Regions from separate parts of the Callithrix jacchus genome. Here region 1 is linked to region 2. A link is a contact called in public Hi-C data. All regions are on one chromosome and are shown on one strand. Each heading gives the region's core, a stretch centred on a gene start, on an enhancer-like site or on the middle of the called end of the contact. The rest is flanking DNA. Distances are from core to core; before and after follow the strand shown. Region 1 overlaps ARID1B (AT-rich interaction domain 1B). Region 2 overlaps ARID1B (AT-rich interaction domain 1B).

Region 1 (6,809 bases), core at 4,245-6,744, 150 kb after region 2:
GGCTCAGCCTTTTGCTGTTCTCAGTCCAACCCAGCTAGAAATATAAATTGTTAAGACTGTCTCAGCCTGTTAGTTGGCAGGTTTTGGCAAAAGTTAAAATCTACCAGGTAAGAATTAGATGTATGGCTAACGAATTGAAGTATTTCGAAACCTTTTTATTTGAACTTGATTTAAATGCTTGTTATTAAAAGGTTAAGAGTGGAGCGGTCTTCCGTTGATAGATCCTTCTCAAATCTTTATAAACATTTAAAAAATATATAAGTTAATGAAGGAAAATCCAGATCTGTCATCAAGCTTATCTCAGTGTTCAGACATGGACGATGCCTGTGTGCAGCTGAAGACTTAAGGTGTTTATTATCAGTATTCTCAAAATGTTATAGTGTATGTTGAGTTTTAGAGTTTCAAAGAAAATACTTTTAAAATGGAAATCTCCTCTGCCAGAGAGGAAGAGGAGGTTCTCTGAAGGATGGTGCCCTGTCCCTCAGAGCGTCTACAGGTGTACTTTGTCGTTTGCATTGTTTCAAAACCAAAGGTACTGACACATTTTAATGTCTTGGGGAAGCTTTAACAGTAACATGCAGTATTTCAGCTTCTTAGGATTTATCATGTTCTTGAACATAATTGTAATCACTGGTCTCTTCTGTGTGGAGATACCAGTTATTTCTGGGTTAAGAAGATTAAGAAGAGCATTTCAGGACCTTGCTGGAAAACCTGAATTTAGAAGATGTGATAGTGACTCTGACAGATGTTTATTTTCCAAAATGGTTTATTTCTTTAGGATATGATATTCTATGATTTTATGCCCTAGGATATTTTCATGATTTTGGTAGTCATTTTGAAAATAGAGGATAGTGCTTGAACTTGAAGAAGGTAGGAAGTAGGAAGGTATGTCTCTCTCCTTCTTTGAAAACAATCTTCCATTTAAATATTTGTTCTGTAAATGAAAATTCAATAAAACCTCAAGAGTTTGGAATTCTTCCAGGACAAAACATGCCAAATATATTGGAAAGTGAATAAATTAATATTGAGAAAGAACTGTAGTTTGCTTTAAATAATTCAGATGTTTGTGCACAAAGTGTTTCTAAGTTGACATACTCAGTTCCGTTAAAATTCTAAATTTGTCATAGCTGAGGTATTTGCTTAGTGGCAGTGCATTAATTTTAAGAATTTGTTTAATTTTAAAAAACACATTTCAACTAAGCATACCCCCTGCAAACTTTTTCATATAATATTCTGAAGATTTCCATTTAAAATATGGGGGAAATGAATTTCAACCCATTTTATAGGACTGTCAGCTAGTTACTAAAAAATTAATGAAGGAGTATGAAGGAGTACTATAGAAAAATAGGCACTAGACAAAATTGGAGATTAAGAGAGGCTGAAACATAACTGATTTGCAGGATATTGGTTTTGATAATAGAAGGATAAGGATGATCTGTAGTTGATAAATGAGGCTCATTAAGTAAGGGATGATAAATGCAGATGTTCCTGACTAATAGAGAAGTCAGCATACAAATTTTGCCATAATAAAATTGGGGATGGGTAGGCTTTGACCAGCTTGCAGCTCTTACAGTGACCTCTGTGAGGCCTTGGGAGCTCCTCTGTGGTCTCTATGCCTGGGCCACAGAGGCAGCCTGGACCCCATGGGGCCTCGGGCTAGCAAAAACGGGAGCCAGAGTGGGTCTCTGGGAATCTAGAGCCACCTAGAGCAGAGCATACAAGGAGCTCCCCCATGGTGTAGAGGCCAGGGCAGGAGTGCAGCTCCTGCAAGTCTAAGTTTTTATTTTTTTTATGCTAAAAAGAAGAAGAAGAAGAGGAAAAAAAAAACCCATGACTCTAATGTTCTGAGGTCTCTCTTCTCACCCTAGCCTGCACTTCTGGTTTTGGCATGGCAGTGCCTGGCACGTTAGGCTAGATGCCACCATCCTCACCCCCATCCTCCTTCTCCTAGTGCTTCTCCTGTGTGCTGGGATCTGCTGCCTCCAGCTCCTGCAGGCAATGGCTGGTGTGCAGCGTTGAATGCATTTTCCTTTATATTATTCAAGTTAGGTGGGAAATAGCTTTTAATTTACAGATTTTCACTTCGCAGGTAACTCTGAAGGCACACATCTGTTTTATATAACAAGGGATATATAACCAGCAGGGGCTCATAGTAGCATTTGTGGACTGGTTGTTTGCTTTTATGTTTCTTTGGGACTGGAAGTAACTATTTTTAACGTTAACTGTCTGTTTGGGAGAGGAAATAAATACATGTAGAGAAGGTTCTACCTGAGCCGAAATTTCCCATTCTTCCCTCACAATGTAGGGTTTTAGGGGTGTCTCTTTTTTTTTCTCATCTTTTTCTCTTGCCTTCTCTAAATTGTTGTAAAATAACTGAATGGTCTTGTTTTCCTTTGTTTGGGTCAAGAAATTTTAGCTGAAAATTGTTACTGTGTGAAAGAAGATTATTGACTCAACAAGCCTTCAATTTTCCGTGAATAACACTCCCACCCCCTAGCTTCAGGAACATGCCGCGCATGCATTCTATTTTAAAATACAGACTGTAATTTAAAACAGGCATTTTGATGCCCCACTGAACTTTGTTTAAGCCTGGAATAAAAGAGGAGAAACAAGCTTTAAGCCACAAAAAAGTGACTAAGCTTTCTCAACTACTTTTCTTCATAATACATTCTAAAAAAATTAAAAAAGCTTGTAGGTACTATTGTCTCTTTCCACAGGACCGAAGTTGCACCCAGTTTTAGATCGGGCTATGCAGATCTTTCTGCTTGGTTCATTATTGAGATGCCATTTGGACTTTCCAGTCAACAGGGTCATATTTGCTGCTGTCTGTCTGTATGGTACAGGTTCAGTGTATGTGAGAACATTCTAAAATTACATATATAATTTTTAGCATTCATTTACTTATAGATAATTTTTTAGAGTTCTCTTGATTTAACCTGATTATTATACTGGAATGGTATAAATATTTAACTACAGTTTTATTTACCATCAGGTCATTGTAGAAATTGTGATTTGAAAGTAGTTTGTTACTTGCTTTTTTTCTTCCTCACAGAAATGAAAATGAACAGCTTATAGTGACTTGAATGGAAGAAACAATAGCTTTACTGTCTTGATAAAATAATATGTTTTGGCTGAGAGACTTGTTCTGATCGCCGCACTGAATGCCAGCAGGGCAGGGTCTCAGCTGAGGTTCTGGCCTTGAGCAATGCCATTTCTCAGAGCTTCTGTTTCTTTGAAAAATGAGTAAGTTAGATTTAGGAAACTCTAGCACCTTCTAGCTCCACAGTTTTTCATTAAAAGCCATCTTTGTTAACGTATGAGAGAAAGCACTGATAAAAACGGACTCTTTCTCTGCGTTTGGGAGAAAGTCAGTGGAGTGAGTGAAGTGCGGGCACATTGAAATCTCCAGAAACAGCTCCTATGTGGCGCTTGGTGGCCTCTCTTCCATTCTCCGGTGCCATTTGCTTTTGTAGCAGGGCCAGTTGAACTTGTTGAGGGATTTGGGGCTGCCTTACTGAGTATATAATCTTAGTATCAGGCCTTGGGAGCACCGCAGACCTTCCTATATGGGGTCTCCCTCTTCTCTTTCATCTCAGATTCCAGAGGTCCCCCTTCCTCTCCTGTGTGATCAGTTTGGGAGCCGTTATGTGGTTGCATATAGGGAAGTCTAGGGAAAAAGAAACTTCGTGGAAAAGGAAAGGGGGAGGTAGAAAAACCAACCAACCAATCAAATAAACGAAAAAGCTGCAGGACGATGAAATCTTTGTGATGCAAAGGCTAATGCCAACAGGATGGTTTTCTGAACCAAGTTGATCGTGTGCCAAGTTGTTTTTCATTTCTTGATGGGGTAAGGAAGGCCCTGAGGGTATGTACCTGAGGTCTTCATTCACCCCCAACCCTCAGGTTTACATCTGAGTCACTGGCAAACGCACTATGCTTTTCCAGCCGAGATTGATATGAATGGAAGTAGTAGTAACCCAAAGACATGAAAACCGCTGTTTGTCTTGAGTGGAACTCAAGCCGTGGGTTCCCCCTACATGCCTATGTTTTGTGTGTGTTTACCGCCCCCCACCACTCACCCCCCGCTTTTTTTGGAGTGTTTAGAGCTCACTGGTTTGATCTGGGTAGAGTGATGTGTTACAGTTCTCACTTTTACTTGATTTCTCACTGCTCTTTCTGTCAGAGCACAGAAGGGTACATGCAGTGAGGCAGTAGCAGAAGCCACACCTGCTCCTCAGGCGGATGTCCTCTCTGACGCAGGCCAGAGTGAGCCTGGGGACCACCTAGTGCGCTGCGGCTCCTGGCACTTGTGCCTGCATATCGTTTCCTGATTTTCAGAATTGTCTGACCTGCATAGGTAGGGATCTCCGCAAGTCTTTCTTTTCTCCATGGGCATGAGTAGTCGAGCCGTGCAGTGAGTCAGTCCACACCTGGGGAAAATGTGTAGTTGGTCTTTTGTAATTATGCTGTATCTGGAGAAAGTTTGGCTCCAGAATGATAACATAACACTCCATTGGACACCATTTTTTAAAGTCTTGTTGTATATAAATGAAAATATTGTCCAGGCATGGTGGCTCATGCCTGTAACCCCAGCACTTCGGGAGGCCGTGGTGGGCAGATCTGTTGAGCCTAGGAGTTTGAGCCCAGCCTGGCCAACATGGTGAAACCCCATCTTCACTAAAAATACAAAAATTACCCAGGTGTGGTAGGGCATGCCTGTGGTCTGAACTACTTTGAGGTTGAGGTAGGAGGATGGCTCGAGGCTGGGAGATTGAGGCTGCAGTGATCACACCACTGCACTCCAGCCTACACAACAAAAGCAAAGACCCTGTCTCAACAACAACGAAAGTGAAAATACTAGTTAATGGACACTAGCAACTGCTAGTAAAAGAGGAATAATGGGCTGGATGTGGTGCCTCATGCCTGTAATTCCAGCACTTTGGGAGGCCAAAGTGGGCGGATCAATTGAGGTCAAGACCAGCCTGGCCAACATGGTGAAACCCCACCTCTACTAAGTATACCCCCCCCCCAAAAAAAAGCCAGGTGTGGTGGTGCACACCTGTAATCCCAGGTACTCAGGATGCCTAGGCAGGAGAATCACAAGAACTTGGGAGGTGGAGGTTGCAGTGAGCTGAGATTGTGCCACTGCACTCCAGTCCGGGCGACTCTGTCTTTAAAAAAACAAAAAAACAAAACCAAACAGGAAGAAGAATAGATATGCCCATTAGTGAGTGTCCAAGATATAGGTGTGTGCATTGTAAAGACGGGGCTTCTTGACATCTGTTTGCCTGCCTAAAGCCCCCACTCCACTCTTCCATAGTATTTTGAAAGTCTAGAACTGTCAGGTTACCAAGTGGATTATAACGTTCTTTTTACATACGCAAAACCTTCGTTTTGGAAATGGCCGTCCTGACCCTGGAGGCAGGGACACAATTTGAGAGTGTGAGCTCAGCCTGGCTGGGAAACTGGTGGCTGTGGGAGTGCAGAGGAAGAAAACTCTTGGAATAAAGGGAGGAAGGGCACGAGGGAGGGACGATAGATGCTTTTGAGGTTTTTAATCTGTGTGACCAGGGTGTGTTGGTGGTGTTGCTGACAAACATGGGGAAACAAACGTAGTGGGAAGAGAAAAGATACCCAGAGATTTTTATGAGAGTAAAGCAAGTCCTGAATAACTTTGCTCAAATCCTGTAACACCTAAAAGGATGCAACTCATCTTTTCTACTAAAGCCTTGTTTTTTATATAGTTCTTTATATCAGAAGTAAAACATTGTCATAAATGAGAATTGATGTTGAAAGAATGGTGGCATCGGCTATGACATTGCATTTCATTTAAATTTTTGGAGATGATTTGAAGAGTGTTGTGGAAGAGTGTGTATAAACAACTCAGCACGTCTTCCCAGAGTGTGCACAACTGGAATTGGAACTAGGGCAAGGCACAGTCGCAAGAAAAAAAGAAGCTACATAGTTCAGTTGGGACTCAGGCTAGTCTTATTTTCTTTTGCTTTTAGGATAGTGCAATAAGATTCTATCTGAATAGGTTCCTCTCCTTGGGTAGAGACAGATTACATTGTATTACTTGGTTTGATATGCTTTTGAACGATTTAGCCTACGTTCTTATTTCCTTTCCTTTTGGAGTTACATTTCCTAGTTTAATTTATCTCATTATTAATTTCTCCTTCTCTGAAACTTTTTGGGCTGTAGGTATTGTGGCATAGTCTACAAATTTAATGCCTTTACATTTTTTTTTTTTTTTTCTTTTTGCAAGTGTAGGGTGTGTGAGTATGGGACAGTGGGGGAGGGGACTGGCTTTAATATGCTGTTTTGAAAGATGCTCTCTTTTATTTTGTAGAAATGGGTTACCACTTTGAGCACCATGAGATTCTGATACATTTGGATCCTAGCAGAGGAATTGGGACTTTAGAAAATTACTCTGAATTCCAAAGGGCTACTTAAAAAAAAATATACACACACACACACACACCCTTTCCTCTCTTTTTTCTTCAATTTTGAAAAGCGCTGCCATTTTACTCCAGGAAATGACAAAGAAAAGAGCAAAGGTTTTGCTTTAGGGATGAACAGAAATACTTTTGACTTAATTTATTAACTTTTTTTTTGGTATAAGCTAAAGATGAAACATATTACAGCTGCCAAGGGCAATTAATGAAACATGAAAAGTTAATATTAACGATTTCTTAACATGCATGTATTTTTATGTATTTAATTTGACTTGGATTTTTTTTGAGCTGTAATTTCCATCTGTGAAAATAAGGACTCCAGAATGGCAGGGCACCTGGACAGTGGTGGAGTAG
Region 2 (6,287 bases), core at 2,558-5,057:
TACAATGCCCAGTTTATTTTTAAATTCTTTGTAGAGGTGGGGGTCTTGCTATGTTGCCCAGGCTGGTCTCTAACTTTTGGGCGCAAGCGATCCTCCTGCCTTGGCCTCCCAAAGTGCTGTGATTCTGGGTGTAGTCATTTGTATGAACCATGGAGCCTGGCACTTTTTTTTTTTCTTTTTGAGACAGAGTTTCACATTGTCACTCGAGCTGGAATGCAGTGGTGCAATTTTGGTTCACTGCAACCTCCTTCTCCTGGGCTCAAGTGATACTCCCACCTCCGCCTCCCGAGTAGCTGGAGTTACAAGCACACACCACCACTCCTGGCTAGTTTTTGTTTTTTTTTTGTAGAGACGGGGGTTTTGCCATGTTTTCCAGGCTGGTCTTGAACTCCTGAGCTCAAGTGATTCACCCCCCTTGGCCTCCCAAAGTGCTATAATTACAGGTATGAGCCCTACTGCATCTAGCCCACGTTCTTTTATAATTCAGGAGCTTTTAGTGTATTTTGGCTCTGTCATTATCAGACAAAAAAGAGGCAAGAATTTGGGCCACAAGGGCTGGAGGGTGGCATTGGAGTTTTCTGATCACATCACCAGACATTAATTTACATTTGCTCCTCAGGGAAACTCCCTACCGCCATCTGGGTCTTTGCTCCCCACTACTGTCTGCGTCATTGCATAGTACCAAGGGCGGCTGTGAACTAGTCAGCAGCCATGTCCTAGTCAGCAGCCGTTTAGAGGGAAGCCTGGATTCTCTTCCCTCTGGCCTGGCTGGTTCAGGAGGTGGAGGCTGCGGAGCCTGGGCGGGAGCAGGGCAGCACATGGTGGGTGCTGGGTTATTTTTGTCGGATGAGAGAGAATTGGCGCACAGACTGGACGGTGTCTCAGGGTTGCTGGAGTTTACAAGTCCAGAAATCCATGAGTCCAAGGAAGTGTGAAGAGAGAATAAGGGAAGGGAGGCCGGAAGGTGGGAGAGAAGGGGAAATCCAGGCAGCAGGAAGAGAGAATTTTAGAGTAAGAAACCAACAAAATATAATATTCATTATGTACCCAGATTGAACTACTATGGTGCTAAAAGTTGTCAACCAAGCACCAAAATTAGCATATCTAAAAATCATCAAGACGGTCATGCATAGATAAAAGAACAGATGTAAGGCAGAAAACTCCTCCACTTCTTCAGCGAGGTTATTTCATGACATACAGCCTGATTATTTCTGTCTCTGTTGCCACACGGTCATTTTGGAGCCAGATTCAGTGGTGCGAGGAGGTTGTGGAAAGCACTCAGTGGATGCCGCCTTTCCCTCCCTCCCCAGGCTGCCCAGGCCTTCTCAGGTATGGGAGGGGTCCTGAGACCCTTTTCCTCCTTCCTTCTCTTCCTTATTTTCATTATGCCTTATGGGTATGGTACGGTACTGGGAAAAGTTTCCCTCTATGTCCGCAACTGTTCCTCTCCTCTAATCATCCGTAAACCACATCTCACAGCTTAAAAAAAAATCAGCTTGGCTCCTAACCTTGTCTTAGACAAGGGGTGTAAGTTACATTTCACTTAATGGGTCCTGCAGCAGTTTTCTTTGCTGTGGGAAAGCTGGGCACTGCTCTGCTCATGCCTGTTTTCTGGGTTTTCAGCTTGTGGGCGCCTCACCTGCTTTCTCTAATTTGAGGCTGAGACTATTTCCAAATGGCATATCCCTGTAATTCTGTTTTTAACTTAGAATTAAATGAAGTCCTTGCTGTCACTTGTTTCCTATTTGATGATATTCCATCTTGCTTTACTGTTTATGGTAATATATCACTATTAGGGTAATCATGGATGTCCAGGTTTTCAAGTGAAAGCTGATTGTGCCTGACCCATCTCAAGAAAATGAGTGGGCAGTTTATTTTTAAGAGCCCACAGGAAGAAAAAAAAAAAAACCACCAAAATCTGTGACCTGATTTTTAGGCTTTTTGCCGTGTGTCTCTAAGACTGGATCTTTAATTTTGTTTGTTTTTTTAAACTTATGAAGGAGTGGGCATCTTCAGTGTCTTAGCAGCCACATTGCAATCTGATCCTTATGATGAAAGGTATTTTTTTTGCCTAGAAAGCTAACACCTGTCTGCTTGTGTTATTTCTTTCAGGAAATTTCAGTAGTAATGTATCATTCATCTAGTGGTAAGATTTTCAGCAATGAGAACATTCTGAAGCAGCTGAGAAAGCCCTAAGAAAATAACTGTCAGAATGCTCATGAGTTTCTCTCTGTTGGAGAAGAGTCAAGCCATTTCCTCCTTTTCCAGGATAGAGGATAGTTATCCTTTTTGCATATTACAAGGTTAGAGTGGAGAAGTTCGCCATGCAGCTGTGGCGCAGGCTAGCATGCAGGGCTTGCGGAAGCAGACAAGTGGTGAGATGGTGGGCTCTGCTAAGCCCCAGGGTGGGAGTAGGAGCAGAAGCCAGAGCCTGGGAGCCAGCGAGGTCAGTGAGGAACAGGCCCAGCCTTATGCGGTTTGAGATCTTTGAGAGCCTCAGATGCCAACCTGGTAGAGGAGACATTTAGAGGGATGCCTCCGGTACCTCAAGACCCTAGGAAAGAACAGTGGGGAGTCAGGGTTGGGGGGGTGGGAGGCCTGAGTTGATTGCCAGCAGCTGCCAGATACTATGGCCCTTTGTGAATGTACTTTCCTCATTCATCAAATAGCTGCCGCTGTCTATTCAGTGCCTACCGGGTGGCAGAGTGTTCTAGGTGCTGGGGATGCCACAGTGACAAAACCTCATCCCTGCTTTCATAAGGCTTACCTTCCAGTGAAATTTAATCCCAGAGAGAGCAGACCAGCCATCCACATGGGGGTGCTGCCGTTTATCGTAGGGATGCACAGCACAAGGGAATTAAAAATAATTGAACATTTTCAAAAATTGTTTTTAATGGGGCTATAGATGAATATGTAGTAAAATCAGTTTGAAGAGGAACTGTCGCAGCTATTTCTGTAATCTTTCAGATGCCCAGCCTGAGCCTCTGACAGTTGTTAAATGTAGCATTTCTACTGTCCACGGGTGAAATGGCCTGTGGCAGCCCTGATGCCACCTTTATTTCCTCCAGGCTGGACAGAAGGGAGGTGCAAGCATGGGGTTCTTGACCTGACTCCGTGGGAAGGAATCATACCGTATGGGGTTTTTGGAAGGTGTTCCTGCTTTTGAGTCATCTCATGTACTTAGTGCCAGGCTGTGGTTTTGACATGTTGGGTGGTGATGGGTTCCAGACAGCTCAGTGGAGATGCTGGAGCAGAAGGAAACAGGGACGTGCCGTGGAGGAGGGGACGAGGGCTGCAGCCTGAGGTGCCAGCTGAGAGTGAGGCCGCTGACACTGCCCGGGGGAGCGCATGTCTGGCGAGGAAAGAGGTGCCTAGGCGTCCTACAAAGCACCAACCTTTATGAGTGAAGAGGAGCCACCCAGAGAGCCAGGAAAGGCGATGGAAAAGCTGAGGGGAGTTCCACGGGCAGCACAGGAAGGCCGTTTCTGACAGGAAGACACACGCAGCTGCAGTGAGCCCTGAGGAATACCCAGTAAGCCTGCGGGCTGACATCGTGCTCGTTTGGTCACTGGTGACCCTCAGAAGAGTGGTTGGGAAGGCGGCAGGTTGCAGTAGGTGAAGCGAGGGAGGGATAGGAAGCAAGAAAAAGGCTCTGGACAGCTAGAAGAGAAGCAGTGTGTTTGGTTTGTTTTTCCTTGTGCTGGAAGAGGGTGGAGCTCCTGCGTTTCCTAAGCTGCTTTCTCTGCCGGGCGCTGTGCTGGGTGCTCCCTGCCCGGCCCTTGACTGCCCACCGACTCTTCCTCCTCTCTGGCAGGCCTAGAGCTGCTCAGGGGAAGGTGGGAGCAGGCCTGGCTCTTTGTGGCCCAGTACCTGGGGTCGTGTTTGGCATACAGTGGGGCTCAGAGTATGCTGGTGACACCAGTTCCCTTACGGCACTCCTCGGTGGCAGGGTTTGCCTTCCCCATTTTACAGATTGTGAGGTAATGTGCAAAGAGGGGTGCATGTGCTTTCGCCAAGGCCATAAAATGATGGCGCCAGGAGTCAGCCCTGAGGCAGATGAACTCGGGGCCTGTGCTGGCCTTGTACCTTGTTGAGGGTAGAGAATATTTCACTAGATTTGTAGGCTGGGGGGAAGATTATTTACAGATATTTCCAGAAGATCAGTTTTGTAATATATTGAACTGCCAGTGTATTTTGGGTGCCTTTGATCTCTGTGGTAAACTGGATTGTCATGCTGACGTATAGTGAGTCAGCTGGCTTGGGGAAGACATCCCTGAGTGTCTGGGAAAACTTCTTGGAGATCATTGCATTTGGGGAGTTAGCTTTGGTTATTGCCACTTGTGTGGCAGAAACCTTGGGTTAAAGCATGGTCAGCAGGAGTAATGTTGTTATTGTACATTTTCTCTTTATCCCCTCTGAAAGCTTATGTTTGAGAGCTGTCATTCAGGATTGGATACTAAAAAACTTGGCAGTTCTAAAACAGTTTTCTCTCTGTGTGTATAGGTTATTCTCTGATGTTAAAACGGCTAATTTTGCACAGGTATGTATTTCCTACAATATATTTATAACGAAACCACTCTGTAAATTTCAACTTGAGTACATGTCCTGTCTCAAGTTTTACAGACTGTAGGTCAGATTCCCTCATGCTGTGTGGAACCTCAAAGAGAAATCAATTGTTGTAGTGAAATATTAAGTATTGAATAATTAGTAATATAAAATAATGTTTCAAACAATTTCTAGGTGCCAAGCACTGTGCTAAGAATTCGATGTGTATTTTCTAGGAGGTAGGTTCTATTAAGGTACTCATGTTAAGCACACATCTAGCAAGTGGTAAAGGTGTGGTTTGCACTCAGGTGTTCTGACTCCATTGCCTTTCATATATGCTGTATTGCCTCTCAGGAGGGACTGGAATGTGGACAAGTGGTCTGAATTTACATTGTGGAAAGTGTTGTTACAATGAAATTTTTTATTGCTTGCTTGCATTCACATCATTTGATTTTCTTTTCTTTCTTTTTTTTGACACGGAATCTTGCTCTGTCACACAGGCTAGAGTGCAGTGGTGCGATCTTGGTTCACTGCAACCTCCGCCTCCCAGGTTCAAATGATTCTCATGCCTCAGTCTCCCTGGTAGCTGGGATTACAGGCCTACACCGCCGTGCCCAGGTAATTTTTGTATTTTTTAGTACAGATCACCATGTTGGCAAGGTTGGTCTTGAATCCTAACCTCCAGTGATCTGTCTGCCTCGACTTCCCAAATTGTGAGGATTACAGGCATGGATGGCCACCACACCCGGCCTCAAATCATTTGATATTCTATGACGATATTGGAGAAATTGATGGAGAAAGATCTTCCTTTCCCACTAAGAGAATACCATTTGGTTAGAGAGACCTGTAAAACAGAATCACTGAAGATGCTGCACAGTAATAAGACTCCCAGCCAGCAGGTGAAACAAGAGTTGTTTTTTTCTTTTCGGGGTTCTAGGTGACATGGCTCTAAGGTGGCCACCGGGGAACCCTCACTCCCACCCCTTCCATAGCAAACACTTTCATTATACACGTCCCTTCTGTCCCACCAGTTACGGAACAGAATGGAACTGAAGTGTGTTTCTTCTTTTGATGAGAATGTGAAGGGGGATCTTTGTACCTGGTTAGTTTTCATTACAATTCCCCCTTCCTAAAGAGAAAACTCAGAATCAGGATGCATTTCTTGTGTCTGAAGAACCTTTTTCCAACAAAAAAACCTTGTCAGCATTAAAAGTATAGTCTGAATGGCTCCGTTTAGTATGGCAGCTATCAGCTTTATGTGGCTATTTAAATTAAAATTAATTGAAATTAGGCTGGGTGTGTTGGCTCACTCCTGTCATCCCACACTTTGGGAGACTGAGGCAGGTGGATGATCCCAGGTCAGGAGTTTAAGACCAGCTTGGCCAACATGGTAAAACCCTGTCTGTACTAAAAATGCAAAAATTAGCTGGGCATCGTGGCAGGCACCTGTAATCCCAGCTATTTGGGAGGTCGAGTCAGGAGAATCTCTTGAACCTGGGAGGTGAAGGTTGCAGTGACCTGAGATTACACGACTGCACTTCAGCCTGGGTGACAGAGCGATATTCTGTCTCACTCACTCACTCAGTCATTCAATCAATCAAATAGAATTAGGCTGGGCATGGTAGCTCATGCCTGTAAACCAGGATTTTGGGAGGCTGAGGCAGGAGTATCACTTGAGCCCAGGAGTTTGAGACCAGCTTGGGCAACATAGCAAGACCCCATCTCTACAAAAAAATTAAGAA

The links. Hi-C and Micro-C count contacts between places; a contact is called where the count stands out from the background.
Region 1: a Hi-C map of skeletal muscle shows a contact between it and region 2, with 4 times the contacts expected there. The contact joins two enhancer-like sites. A contact is called at or near these places in 2 of 3 Hi-C or Micro-C datasets (both in skeletal muscle).

What each region holds. Positions count from the first base shown.
Region 1 is chr4:163,771,122-163,777,930 of calJac240_pri, forward strand. The region is part of intron 4 of ARID1B (AT-rich interaction domain 1B); the gene reads left to right. Among named protein-coding and RNA genes, the nearest start is that of ARID1B, 170 kb to the left of the region's middle. Within about 2 kb of position 5,495, at least 1 of the 16 cell types and tissues checked has an H3K27ac peak or open chromatin away from gene starts, as enhancers often do. A contact at or near this core is called in skeletal muscle, where this site is marked.
Region 2 is chr4:163,623,159-163,629,445 of calJac240_pri, forward strand. The region is part of intron 1 of ARID1B (AT-rich interaction domain 1B); the gene reads left to right. Among named protein-coding and RNA genes, the nearest start is that of ARID1B, 20 kb to the left of the region's middle. Within about 2 kb of position 3,808, at least 7 of the 16 cell types and tissues checked have an H3K27ac peak or open chromatin away from gene starts, as enhancers often do. A contact at or near this core is called in skeletal muscle, where this site is marked.